Linked DNA regions of Triticum aestivum: region 2 is linked to region 1. The links are chromatin contacts, called in public Hi-C maps. All regions are on one chromosome and are shown on one strand. Each heading gives the region's core, a stretch centred on a gene start, on an enhancer-like site or on the middle of the called end of the contact. The rest is flanking DNA. Distances are from core to core; before and after follow the strand shown. Region 1 holds the start of LOC123092913 (alpha,alpha-trehalose-phosphate synthase [UDP-forming] 6). Region 2 holds the start of LOC123092915 (hexuronate transporter).

Region 1 (6,106 bases), core at 2,458-4,957:
CCAGCTCCCTACTACTGCAGCTCGCCGACGCACCACAGGTCCTCGGGGTCCTCCTCTCCCAGCGCGGGGTTCTGCAGCGCGAGCTCCTCGGAGACGTACGCCAGCCCCTGCATCAGCCTCACCACCTCCGCCGTGTCGTCCAGGTAGTACTTGGCCTTGCTCGGCTTGCGGCCGACGGTGCAGGCGAACACCTCCGCCGTGGACGCGAACGAGTCGGCGCAGGAGGAGCTGGTGATGAACTGGAACATGTCCTCGTCGGAGCGGTCGTCCCCGATGCAGAGCACGAAGTCCGGGCACATGCCCCTCTCCTGGAGCGCCGCCAGCATGCGCCGCGCCACCAGGCCCTTGCTCACGCCCTGTTGTTCAACACAAGAATTGTGTGTAAGCAGTGAGGTTTGATTCGTGCCAAGAGGGTGAGATGGGATTAAATGAGAGGCTTCTTCACCTGTGGTTTAGCTTCGACGGAGTGCACGGTGCTCTTCACGGACACCGGCTCGTTGGTGAGCACGCTCTCGAGGTGGTCGACGAGCTCCTTGGCCTGGCATGACCCGAAGTCGGGGTCCGCGTCCTCGTAGTTCCAGACGAGCACGGTGTCCCTCTCCTCGATGATCGAACCGTCCGTCGTCTCGGTGTAGAGCTCCATCACCGGCTTTGCAATCTGCATCCAGCTGCAGTCTGCGGGTGGGATGCAGGTCTCCCATTCCGCGTCCCTCTTCAGCCTTTTTCAGTGCAGCACATTTCAGAAATTAGACATCAGAGAACTAGGCACTTCTAAAATGATGCAATGCAACTGATCATGTTAAGCTTAGCAGCCGCCCACCATATATAGCAACAAAATATGAATATGAACCTATGATTTTCTTCGAAAAGGAGGCTTGACCCCGGGCCTCTGCATCATTGCGATGCACACAGCCATAGAATACTGAACCTATGATGCAACATACCAAAAGATTTCTCCATACATGTGCCACTAAATTGTACTCCCTCCGTTTCAAAATAGATGATCCAACTTTGTACTAACTTTGAAGTATTTGTTTGAGCTAAGCTTGCAAGAATGTACATAAAAGCGAAGCAAACCTTAACTTAAGCTCATACCTCATGAAGTAGCCGTGCTCAGCTGCCATGCCAAGGTTCTCGGCAGGGAACCACTCGTCGAGCGTGCAGCGTTTGAACCCGCTGCAAAGGAACACCGCATTCCTCTGGTCCTGGCACAAGCTGTTGAGTATCTGGACCGACTTCGCAGTGGGGCTCTTGTTGATGGCCTGCGGCATCAGCGTGCCGTCGTAGTCCAGCAGAATGGCGCGCGTCTTCGACCTCCTGTACGCCTGAACAATGTGCTCCATTGCAAGCTTCCTGAAGCTCAGGTCAAGCGAGACCACCCTAAACCGCAGGCCGAAACCGATTCCCCAGCACCGCCGGTTGGAGTGATCCTTGCAGGTCCTCTCAAGGTCCTGGAGGAAGCTGTTGGCCCAGTAGCCGACGTCGTGCTTCTCCACGTAGCGGTAGTGCTTGTCGTGCCGCAGATTCTTCTCCTTCTCAGGCAGCACAAGGGCGCACTCCATGGCATCAGCCACGGCCTCGATGTTCCACGGGTTCACCCTTATGGCGCCGCTGAGCGACGGGGAGCACCCGATGAACTCGGACACCACCAGCATGCTCTTCTTCTCCTCTGGCTTGCACAGCCGCAGTATTCTGTCCAGCTTGTCGTTGCCTTGCCGGGAGGCAACGTACTCGTAGGGGATCAGGTTCATGCCGTCCCGGACCGCGGTCACCAGGCACACCTCTGCAATGACATAGTACGCGACGCGCTCGTAGAACTGCAGTGGCTGGTCAATCAGCACCACCGGCTCGTACCCCGGCGCGCCATACGCCTCGTTGATCCTCTTTACCATGGCATAGGTCTCCTCCTGCACGCCGGCGACGTCCTTCCCCCGGCCCCTCGCCGGGTTCGCGACCTGCACCAGCACCAGCTTGCCCCGCCACTCGGGGTGCTGCCCCAGCAGCTCCTCCATGGCGAGCAGCTTAAGGCTGATCCCCTTGAATATGTCCATGTCGTCGACGCCGAGCATGACGACCCTGCCGTTGCCGGTGTAGGTCTCCATGAGCTCCGCGACCTTGGCTTCCGTCTCCGGCAAGGCGAGCACAGCGTTGAGCTGCTCCATGTAGACCCCGACGGGCAGGATCTTGATGCTGACGGTGCGGCCGTAGTACTCGAGGCAAATGTGGCCGCGCTTGGACTCGTAGGGGAGGCCGAGCATCCGGCCGCAGCAGGAGAGGAAGTGGCGGGCGTAGTCGAAGGTGTGGAAGCCGATGAGGTCGGAGTTGAGGAGCGCGCGGAGGAGCTCCTCCCGGACGGGCAGCGTCTTGTAGATCTCGGAGGAGGGGAAGGGCGAGTGGAGGAAGAAGCCGAGCTTGATGCGGTTGAAGCGCTTGCGGAGGAAGGTGGGGAGCACCATGAGGTGGTAGTCGTGCACCCACACGAAGTCGTCGTCCGGGTTGATCACCTCCAGCACCTTGTCGGCGAACACCTTGTTGGCGGAGACGTAGGCCTGCCACAGCAGGCGGTCGAAGCGGCCGCCGAGGTCCGGGGAGAGCGGTAGCATGTAGTGGAAGAGCGGCCAGAGGTGCTGCTTGCAGAAGCCGTGGTAGTAGCGCGCGGCGGTGTCGGCGGGGAGGAAGGCCGGCACGCAGTTGTAGGAGTCGAGGAGCGCCTGCGCCACGGCGTCCTGCTCGGGGACCGAGACGTCCTCGCGGAGGCAGCCGATGTAGATGAACTCCATGGACGGGGAGGAGGAGCTCTTCTGCAGGTGGCGGAGCAGCGAGTCCTCGTCCCAGGAGAAGGTCCAGGGCTCCTCCGGCGACGCCGGGCGGTGGGCCCGGATCGGGAGGTGGTTGGCGACGACGATGGTGCGCGGGCGCGGCGCCGGGGACGGCGTGGAGGGCGACGCCGGGGAGTCCTCCATGAGCCCCGGCGTGGTGACCACGCTGGGGAGCCGCCGCCGCAGCGCGCCGAGCGCGGCCGGCGCCGGGCCCTGGTCCGCCGCGCCGGTGGCCAGGTCCAACAGGTTGGAGTAGGAGCTCGACACCATGGCCGCCTACCACCACTACCTCTCGCGAGAGCAAGATGCGGGATTCGGCGAGAAGGGGGGCGAATTTGGCGAGGAACGGCGCGGCTTCAATCGGCGAGAAGGAAGAACGGAGCCGCCGATATTTTGGCACACAGTTCCTGGCGAGACAGTTGAAGCGGAGAGTGGTCTGTGGGGAGGTGCCAAGGCCTGGGCTCAGCAACAACAAGGCATCCACCTGACCGACCTGGGGGAGGGGCTTGGGTTGGGTGGGTGTGTGTCTTGCTCCTCTCTGGACCGGTGGAGTGAGCTGAGAGTGATGCACTAATTGTAGAGAGAGAAAGGGAGAGAGGAGGGAAAGATAAAGAGGGCCTTTTTGTACTTTTGACACAAGGGGTGAAACCTTTCGTGCAATTTGGTGATGCCGTATTCCCCTGGCTTGACAAGTGTGTAGCTCACTCCCCGCAGGAAAGACTTGATAGATAGCTATCTTCCTCAGCCTGTGACGAGGCCGATTTGGTCCGCTCCTCTGGGCGACAAACATATCATCATCATCATCAGATGATGGTAAAATTGCCAGCAAATACTATCAAACGGGACTGCTCCGGCTCTACACGATCTGGTGGAACTACCCATGGTGCACGAGGGCGAGCGGCTGCGGGTGAGGACGGACGCCCTTTATAGGAACAAACAGCGGCTCACCTCGTGGTGATTGGACAAGGGAGCGACAGGGACCGTCGCCTGATGGGGCTTCCCGATTCTTCCTCCCTTGCCTTTCTTTTCCCACTGGCCGATCGGGGGTAAGGCGAGCGAGGAAAGCCGAGGGTTTACTACAAGAAAGACGAGGGATGGGACAGGAGGCGACGAGGTCGTGCACGGAGATTTCCTTGCTTTGGTGTTTGGCCGGTGGTGCTTGCTTGGATCTATTGGCCGGTCCCCAGCAAGGAAAACAACTGGGGGCAGCAACTCCATCTGTGGACGGCGGAGAGAGATCGGTGGCCCTCTGTGTCTGTCCTTGGTTCGTTTTACACAAGGGCCAGGGGTTTTTCCAGAGGCTGGAAAAGGAATGGTGTGCTGATTCGCAATTAAAAGTTTCCCGCTATTTTGTGATTGCGGTGTAAATTCGTGCGATCCTCGGTCCAAATGGAAGAGCTATGGCATTAGTGGTTCTAGAAGATTTTTTTTTGCCATGTGCGCTGTCGCAACACGGTCTTTTCACATATGCAGCATACGGTACAAACAAATATTTCATGAGTTGATTTCATGCAACAAATTCTCCGTGCTCAGAAAGCTAATAGTAAATTAAAGTGTTACACTTCTATGTACGTATTATGCATGTGTTCACTAGGGAATTCTGACCACTACATTCTATTTTTGCGGATGGCTTCAATCTATTTGTCGTTTTCGCAATTAGTAGGGAAGAAGAGGGCTCTTTGGATAGACGTATGCAGGTCTCTTCACATATGCAACATCGATAGAAATAGTATTTCCTTAGGCTCTGTTTGATAGCAAAGTACTAAAAAAATCAAAGTATCAGAAACTACAGTAATTTAGCATGCATGTACAAAATACCATGGTTTTAATATAACAACGTTTTTTGAAGTATTCACAATGCAGAGGACCTGTTTGGTTACACCACGTAATGCTGTAAAATTTACTAGCTAGCTGTTGGTCGTGCATCCATTCGTAGCTAGTAGCTAGCAATTGCTTTTAGCGGTGATTAGTAGTAGTACTCGTTAAAAGAGATGAGATCGCCTCTCCGGACCTTGGCTGATCTCTAAAGGATAGCTATGGATTGCTTCGGATCCTTTCTATGATCAACGTTCCAGCCTAGCTATCTCATTCGCATTAGAGAACACGCATGACAGGGGATCGAGCGGCGGCTTGATAGCCAGATGAATTTGTTGAGAATATCTAGCGACCGACTCGTTTCTTTCGCTTGCTCTGTTAAAAAGAAAGAGGTTCAGGGCTCTTTTTATTATGCAGAGAAATTACTACAGTTTTGTAAATACTCTAGTTTTAGTAACACAGTTTTTGGCGTTAACCAAACAGGTCACAGTAAATAAAACCGCGGTATCTAAAAAAATTGTAGTATTCTTAAAATACTTAGAAAATACTTTGCAATCAAACATGGCCTTAGTTGTTTCCACGCAAAAACTCACGTGTAATAAAATCGATTCATACCAAAGCTAATAATAGATTACACATGTAAAGCATGGCACTTCTATGCCCGTGTTTGTTTGGCGGATTTAACCACATCACCGTATTTTGTGGATGATTATAGCATATGTAACTACTTTTACAATTATAGAGAGATGTGCACTATGAGAGGAGGCATTGTCTTTTCACATATGCAACCTACACTATGTTATTTTCTAAATTACACCTCTATATTATTCTTTACTCGGCAGTTTCAGGCATATATCGTATTTTACGGACGACTTTAACACATGTAGCCATTTTTACAACTAATAGAGAGAAGAGGCCCTTCGGATAGACGTATGTGAGTCTTGTCGCATAGGCAGCATGGATAGGAACATTGTTTCCTAAGTTTTTTTTAGTCCAACAAATCATGCATAACTAAATTGTATTTCATAAAAAGGCTAACAATAAATTACACTGTGAAGCGTTACACTTCTATTTCGCATTTACTCAATAGTTCTGACCACTATATTGTATTTTGCAGCTGACGCTACCTCTTGCGGCCGTTTTAGCAGCCCATAGGGATAAAAAGCCCTTTGGATATACGTCTACAAGTCTTGTCACATACGCCATATAGATAGAAACATAATATACTAAGCTATTCATGAGGACAGCGAGGAGGGAGTTGGAGTGTAACTACAGAGGGGAAGCATCCCCGGGATGGATGGGCTAGGCAACCAAAGGAATCTGAAAGCCCTAGATGATAAGCTAGGAGTTACCCCCTCAATGTAACACGGGAATTTGGCCGGTGGCGCTTGCTTGGATCTATTGGTCGGTCCCAGCAAGGAAAACAACTGGGGTAGCAAGTCTATCTATGGACGGCGGAGACAGATCGATGG
Region 2 (6,106 bases), core at 2,267-4,766, 310 kb before region 1:
AGCTTGGCCCAATAACAAACTTGGTATGTCAGATTCAATGAGCGCACTGGGTAATGTGAATAATTCTCAGAATAGCAATATGGTCTTGCACGAATTGCAACAGCAGCCAGATACCATGCTGTCGGGAACCCTTCACACTCTAGATGTCAAACCTTCCGGCATAGTTATGCCATCTCAGTCATTAAATACTTTCCCAGCTAGCGAGGGTCTCTCTCCTAATCAAAATTCCTTGATTATACCTTCTCAATCGTCAGGTTTTCTAACAGGCATTCCTCCATCCATGAAGCCTGAACTTGTTCTCCCAACTTCTCAATCATCAAACAGTCTGTTAGGTGGGATTGATCTGATTAACCAAGCTTCAACCAGTCAGCCTTTCATTAGTAGCCATGGAGGAAATCTTCCTGGTCTCATGAATAGAAACTCAAATGTGATGTCATCACAAGGAATAAGTAGCTTTCAAACTGGCAATACTCCATATCTGGTTAATCAGAATCCAATGGGAGTGGGCTCTAAACCACCCGGTGTTCTAAAGACTGAGAGCACTGACTCTCTTAACCAAAGCTATGCTTATGCCAACCATATCGATTCCGGCTTGCTGTCTTCTCAGTCAAAAAATGCACAGTTCGGTTTTCTGCAGAGTCCAAATGATGTCACAGGTGGCTGGTCTTCTTTTCAAAATATGGATGGCTATAGAAATACTGTTGGGCCAAGTCAGCCAGTGTCCAGTTCGTCTAGCTTTCAGAGTTCAAATGCAGCCCTGGGGAAATTGCCAGATCAAGGACGAGGAAAAAATCTTGGATTTGTTGGGAAGGGTACTTGCATCCCGAACCGCTTTGCAGTGGATGAGATTGAATCTCCAACTAACAGCTTGAGTCACAGCATTGGAAGCAGTGGAGACATCCCTGACATGTTCGGATTTAGTGGACAGATGTGAAGGCTTCTTGGATTTGTAAGTAGGTAAGCATCATTTCGTAGTCAACTTTGTTGTATTCATGGTAGTGTTTCTTTTGGACAATAATAGATTTTGTCAGCTTAGCAACATCTCGCTTTCCCTTTCCTTTTGAAGTTTTGATGCATTGATTTATTTGTTGTATTGATCCTATTTATTTTCACTTGGTAGCTCTTGCAGCAACTTTTATCAACTTCACATACTCTTCAAGCTAGTCTAGCCGTAGCCTATTAGGGACCCCTGTTAATTATGCTCCTTAGATTTATATATTGATTACTCTCTTTTCTAACATGTGTTCACTTTATAGATTATAATTGAAACACCTGTTTTCTAACATAATTGTTTACTTTGTGCAGGGTAATCACTGGAAAGAATTTAGTGGTTTGATGAATGGTTGCTCTTATTTTTCATTTCATCTTCTTTTTTCTCTGTAATTGGTTTATAAAGGGAATAATTTGTGACAGCATGTTGAATCTTGGTTTATAGAAAGTTGTTCGGTTTAAAGAATTTTGAATTATTTGGTCCTGTCTGCCGTAGCTCCTTGGCCTAGTTAACTTGTGTGTTTGTTTAGTCCCATCTAACAGATTTTTTTTTTGTGTAAAATATTTTCTGCTCATCTAACTTGTATTGCCGTCTCCGATACTGGAAATCAGGGAGGCTATATATTATCTGGTACATATTTATATTTTTAGTTTAGAGGATTAAGAATTGCATCCGAGATCTTGTCTTGAACATATGGCTGTAAAGCCTGTAAATTGCCTTCCTGAGTGGGCCTACAAAAACATATACACATTTTTGTCCATGTAGCCAAGTCTGTCCTCGATATGTTGCTAGTCATTTCTGGCTAGCAATGCCTGATTTAAGCCATCTACCCCAGTAGCAGTACTAGAATTAGCATTTTCACAGTCCTGATCTTCTGGCGCAACCAGAGCCGCCTTCTGCGCGCGCTCTCTGTCCGCTGGGTACGTGCAGTAGAGCAAGGAGTAGATGCTGCAGCAGATGGCCATCGGCACGGCAATCTCCGCGAAGACAGCCTTCGCCAGCGCGGCGGCGTTCTCCCGTTCAGCCATACCGGTGGCGCTGGACGCCGGCTTGTATCCGAAGACCCGCTCCGCCAGGATGCCCACGACGGCCGGCGCGAACGACGAAAAGATCGTCTCGAAGAACCTGTCCAGCGCGTACACCGTCGTCCTCGCCTTCTGCGGCACGATCTCCGCCAGTATAGGGCTGCAAAGGGACCCGAGTTAGCAAACAGCGGAGCAGCAGTGCATGCGAGCAAAGAATCAACAGTGCTGCCACCAGCATCACTCACTTGTTGGTGGCCGGGGGGCACCAGGGCATGACGAAGCCCAGGACGGCGAAGGCGGCGGCGTACGCGGCCCCGGCCGAGGGGTCTATGGGCAGTGCCAGCAGCAGGACGGCGGCCACCGGGACGGTCGACGCCGTGCTCACCTGTGCCAGCGCGACCCTGCCGGCGTTCGGGAACCGCCGGGCCATGGGGTCCCCGATGAGCCCGGCGAACAGCGAGCCGAGCGCCCCGGTCAGCTGGTTGAGGTTGATGATGACGCTGGTCTCCCAGTGCGTGAACCCCACGAGCTCCAGCCACATGGCGGCGAAGGTGAGCGCCGTCCACGGCACCGACCCGGCTACCCCCTGCGCCACCAGGATCTGGAACGTCGGCAATCGCACCACGTCCTTGGCCTCCCCGAGGAGTTCCCTGGCCACCGATGCGGTGCTCTTCTCCGACGCGCTGGGCGGACGGGGGTCCGAGGCGAGGAACCACGTCGAGACGGCGAGCGCGAAACTGAGAAGCGCGAGGATGTGGAATGCCAGGCGCCAGCCGTGGACGCCGAGGAAGGTCGTGGGCGCGAGCAGCACACCGAGTGTGCCCCCCATCATGGCGCCCACGCGGCTCGCCATCCCCAGCCACCCGAACGCCGAGCCGCGCGTCGTGTCGTCGCTGTAGTCGGCCGCCAGGGAGTTCATCGCCGGCACCACCAGCGCCAGGCCGACGCCGTTAAACCCTCTCGCGATCGCCATCTGTACAAAGTAGTCGTGTGTCCCATTTTTAGCTCTAGCTGGCACCGTCACAAGTATGTATTCAAGTAGTAGGCATGCCATGAGGCGGAGGCTGCTGACCTGGACAAAAGTGCCAGAGACGCCGACGAGCATGGTGGGGACGGCCCAGAGGAAGGCGCCCGCAGCCACGACGCGCGCGCGGTCGTGGCGCGCCGCGGCGCACGCCGCGAGCGGGTAGCACACGGCCTGGACGAGCGCGCGGCACAGCGTGAGGGAGCCCAGCGCGGCCGGGGACGCGCCCAGCTCGGCGCCCACCTCCCTGTAAACGGCCGGCAGTAGCGCCTCGTCTGCGCGCTCCAGCAGCGACGCCACCGTCACCAGCGCCAGCGTCCATTGCCTCCGCCGCCGCTGCACCGACGTGTGGGTGCTCGTGCTCACCATTTCCCCGCCCCTCCTCTCCCTAGCCAGCGCACGCGCTCTGATGTCCTCTTCGCCTTGGCCGCTCTGGGAGTCCAGAAGAAAAGCCCCGTAAATAAGGACCGCTCTCGAGTGAGTCTCGACGGGGATGAGATCAACAGAAGTCGCCGATAATTTGATTTTGTTGGTCGGTCGCACCGCATGTTCTATTGGCACGGTGCACTGCATTTGCACTCTTCTGACATTGCACACAATGTACATCGCCGCACGTTTCTCTTCTTGTGCCGCTGAATTATTGTAAGTAGCTACGAACGCGTGAGATGTGTTCAACGGGTGATCGACGTCATACGCCACAGGCTGGGCATGTTCGACAGCAACGGATCACCGACCCAAAACAGATTGCACAGCATCCCTCAGAAAGATCCCACGCATGCATAGTAGTATTTCAATAAAGGGTTAAATTAGAGAGAGAATCATGTACAAGCAGCCTCGTTTAACACAGAATGCGTCGTACTATGTTTTAAACGGCCATTCGCAACGCGTTGAACTCTCGTGTTCCACAATGATGAGATCTTCAGAACTGTAGCGGCGTCACTGCTTCGATAGCGAAGGCTAGTTTTTTTTAGAAATGGAGGCGTACCTCCGGGCTCTGCATCATGATGATGCATGCGGCCAAAAAAGAAAAAATGGGAGAGAATTTCACTTTCCGTCCTCTGCACCAACTAGGGATACATACGGCCATTTTAGTATGAGTACCAAGATAAACATGGTCCTCATAATTTTTTAAATGAGTATCAAGATATTTCTTGATGTATGGTTCTACCACACACCAAGCTTGATCCTCAATAAACGGGGGAAAACCCCTATGCATCACCTGTCAATTCTAGGAATTGAATTCGGGTCGCTAGGCTGCACAACGCATGCCCAACCACTGAGCCAAGGCTCTCTTTGCACCGTATAGAAAATTTTGAGTTAATTCTCATCTATCATAGAACCCCTATTTGTGAAGCGGTGATAACTTGGAAGATATTTTAGAACTGTGGTCACGTTTCACCACATTTTGCAAAAATAGTCCCGATACGATCCATATTTAACGCGCACGTGTGCAGAGAGCACAAGCCATAGAACATATATGTGATGAGTTATTTGCATGTGCGCATAGAAACAACAAGAATGTCACTTAAAAAAACACCCCATATATCATAATCGTCCATTAAGCGTATACCACGCAAGGCAGAACACTATTAACAAGAGCATCATCATCAGAATGGTTAACAAAACCAAATCTCACAATCTCATGTATCACCATATTGGCCCGCCGTGGATGTATAAAGCCTATCCTCTTTCGAGGGTCCCTCAGCTAAGGGGTTCGAAGCTTCTATGAGGGCCTTGAGACTTCCTTGGTGATCATCTGCCTCTACGACGGTTAAGCTATGTAAAAGACTGCAAAGCTCTAATATCAATTGGAATGATCGAGATGGACGTGGAGAGGCTTGAATAGGACAACTAATTGACCGAGATGGACCTAGAGAGGGTTGAATAGGGACAACTAATTTTTTACTACACTTATGAGCAAGTTTAGCTTTTGTGCTACATAAAGTGTGAACCTAAACAATGCTATGATGACATATACAACCTATATGATGTTTGCAAGGTCGAGTGACCAAAGTAAACCACAAGTAAATGAGTTGGGTATAAAATAAGTGGAAACCACGGAGAAGAAGATGTAACCCAATTTACTTCCTTGGAGGGAAATTAGTCGGCGCTGGAGGGGTGGATGTTACCACGAAGGCACACCAACATCGGAAAGGCTCACCAACTTCTCCTAGAGATATCACCAAGCGATTCACAACCAGTAGTGGTAGACATTGAGGCGGCTTCCAAACCTTCACAAACTTTCAGTGCAAACCACAAGTTAATTCCTTCCCGGAGACTCCTACCGCCTAAAAGTCTCCAACCACCAAGAGTAACAAACCTTCAATGAACTCAAAGGAGAACTCAAATTCCTTCGACGGAAATATAGATCGAAGGCTCCTCTCCCTTTTCCCTCAAAAGAGTAGAATGATTTGATTGCGGGGCGTGGAGGCTATGAGGCTTTTGATATTTGAGAAAATGGAGTATGAACGATAAGGAAGCTCAACTTGAATTGGGGAAAGGATAACCCTTGGGGAAGAAGGTGGACCTTTTATAGTTCCACACGAAATTTCCCCGTTGGATACCTTTCAACACCACCCAAAATGTTACCCGGAAACTTTGGAGATACCTTTCGGGGCATCCCAAATTACGGGCCTGACTCTAGGGCACTGACTCCACAAGACAGATGATGCCTCTGTTGTCACCCGGAAGTAGCGCCGGAGGGTGTGCCGGATTCCAGGAGTACCTCTAGGAGCTCCGGATTCCAGAGCTAACTCCGTCTGGCATCATAGGCTTCTCATGTCCACCTGAGGCAGCGCGAGGGGTAGCACCAGATTTTGGCTCGCCTAGAAGGTTACCCCGGAACCTTCAAGGACTTTTTGGGGCACAATGAACTAACACGTTTTGATTGTGACAAGATCAATAACTTGGCTATTTGAGTGGCACTTATCATAGAAATTAGGATGTAGATATTTGGCTATATGAAAGAATTGTGGCTTCACTCTAAGTTCATCGAGAGACCCCTCTTAATAGTGCGGCTTTCCTATACTCACTAAGGATAAAAGAACTATAAAAATGAGTATATTG

The links. A called contact is a pair of places that touch in the nucleus more often than the background predicts.
Region 2: a contact with region 1 is called in a Hi-C map of leaf, with 9 times the contacts expected there. The contact joins the promoter of LOC123092915 here to the promoter of LOC123092913 in region 1. A contact is called at or near these places in 2 of 5 Hi-C or Micro-C datasets (both in leaf).

Annotation. Positions count from the first base shown.
Region 1 is chr4B:496,671,559-496,677,664 of IWGSC CS RefSeq v2.1, reverse strand. It overlaps LOC123092913 (alpha,alpha-trehalose-phosphate synthase [UDP-forming] 6), which reads right to left and starts at 3,707. Exons shown (of 3, transcript XM_044514770.1): 1 at 1,096-3,707; 2 at 446-719; 3 at 1-356. The coding sequence starts at 3,089. The coding sequence ends at 12.
Region 2 is chr4B:496,980,671-496,986,776 of IWGSC CS RefSeq v2.1, reverse strand. It overlaps LOC123092915 (hexuronate transporter), which reads right to left and starts at 3,516. Exons shown (of 3, transcript XM_044514772.1): 1 at 3,089-3,516; 2 at 2,262-2,989; 3 at 1,615-2,176. The coding sequence starts at 3,409. The coding sequence ends at 1,780. It overlaps LOC123092914 (two-component response regulator ORR21), which reads left to right. Exons shown (of 6, transcript XM_044514771.1): 5 at 1-957; 6 at 1,306-1,466. The coding sequence ends at 934.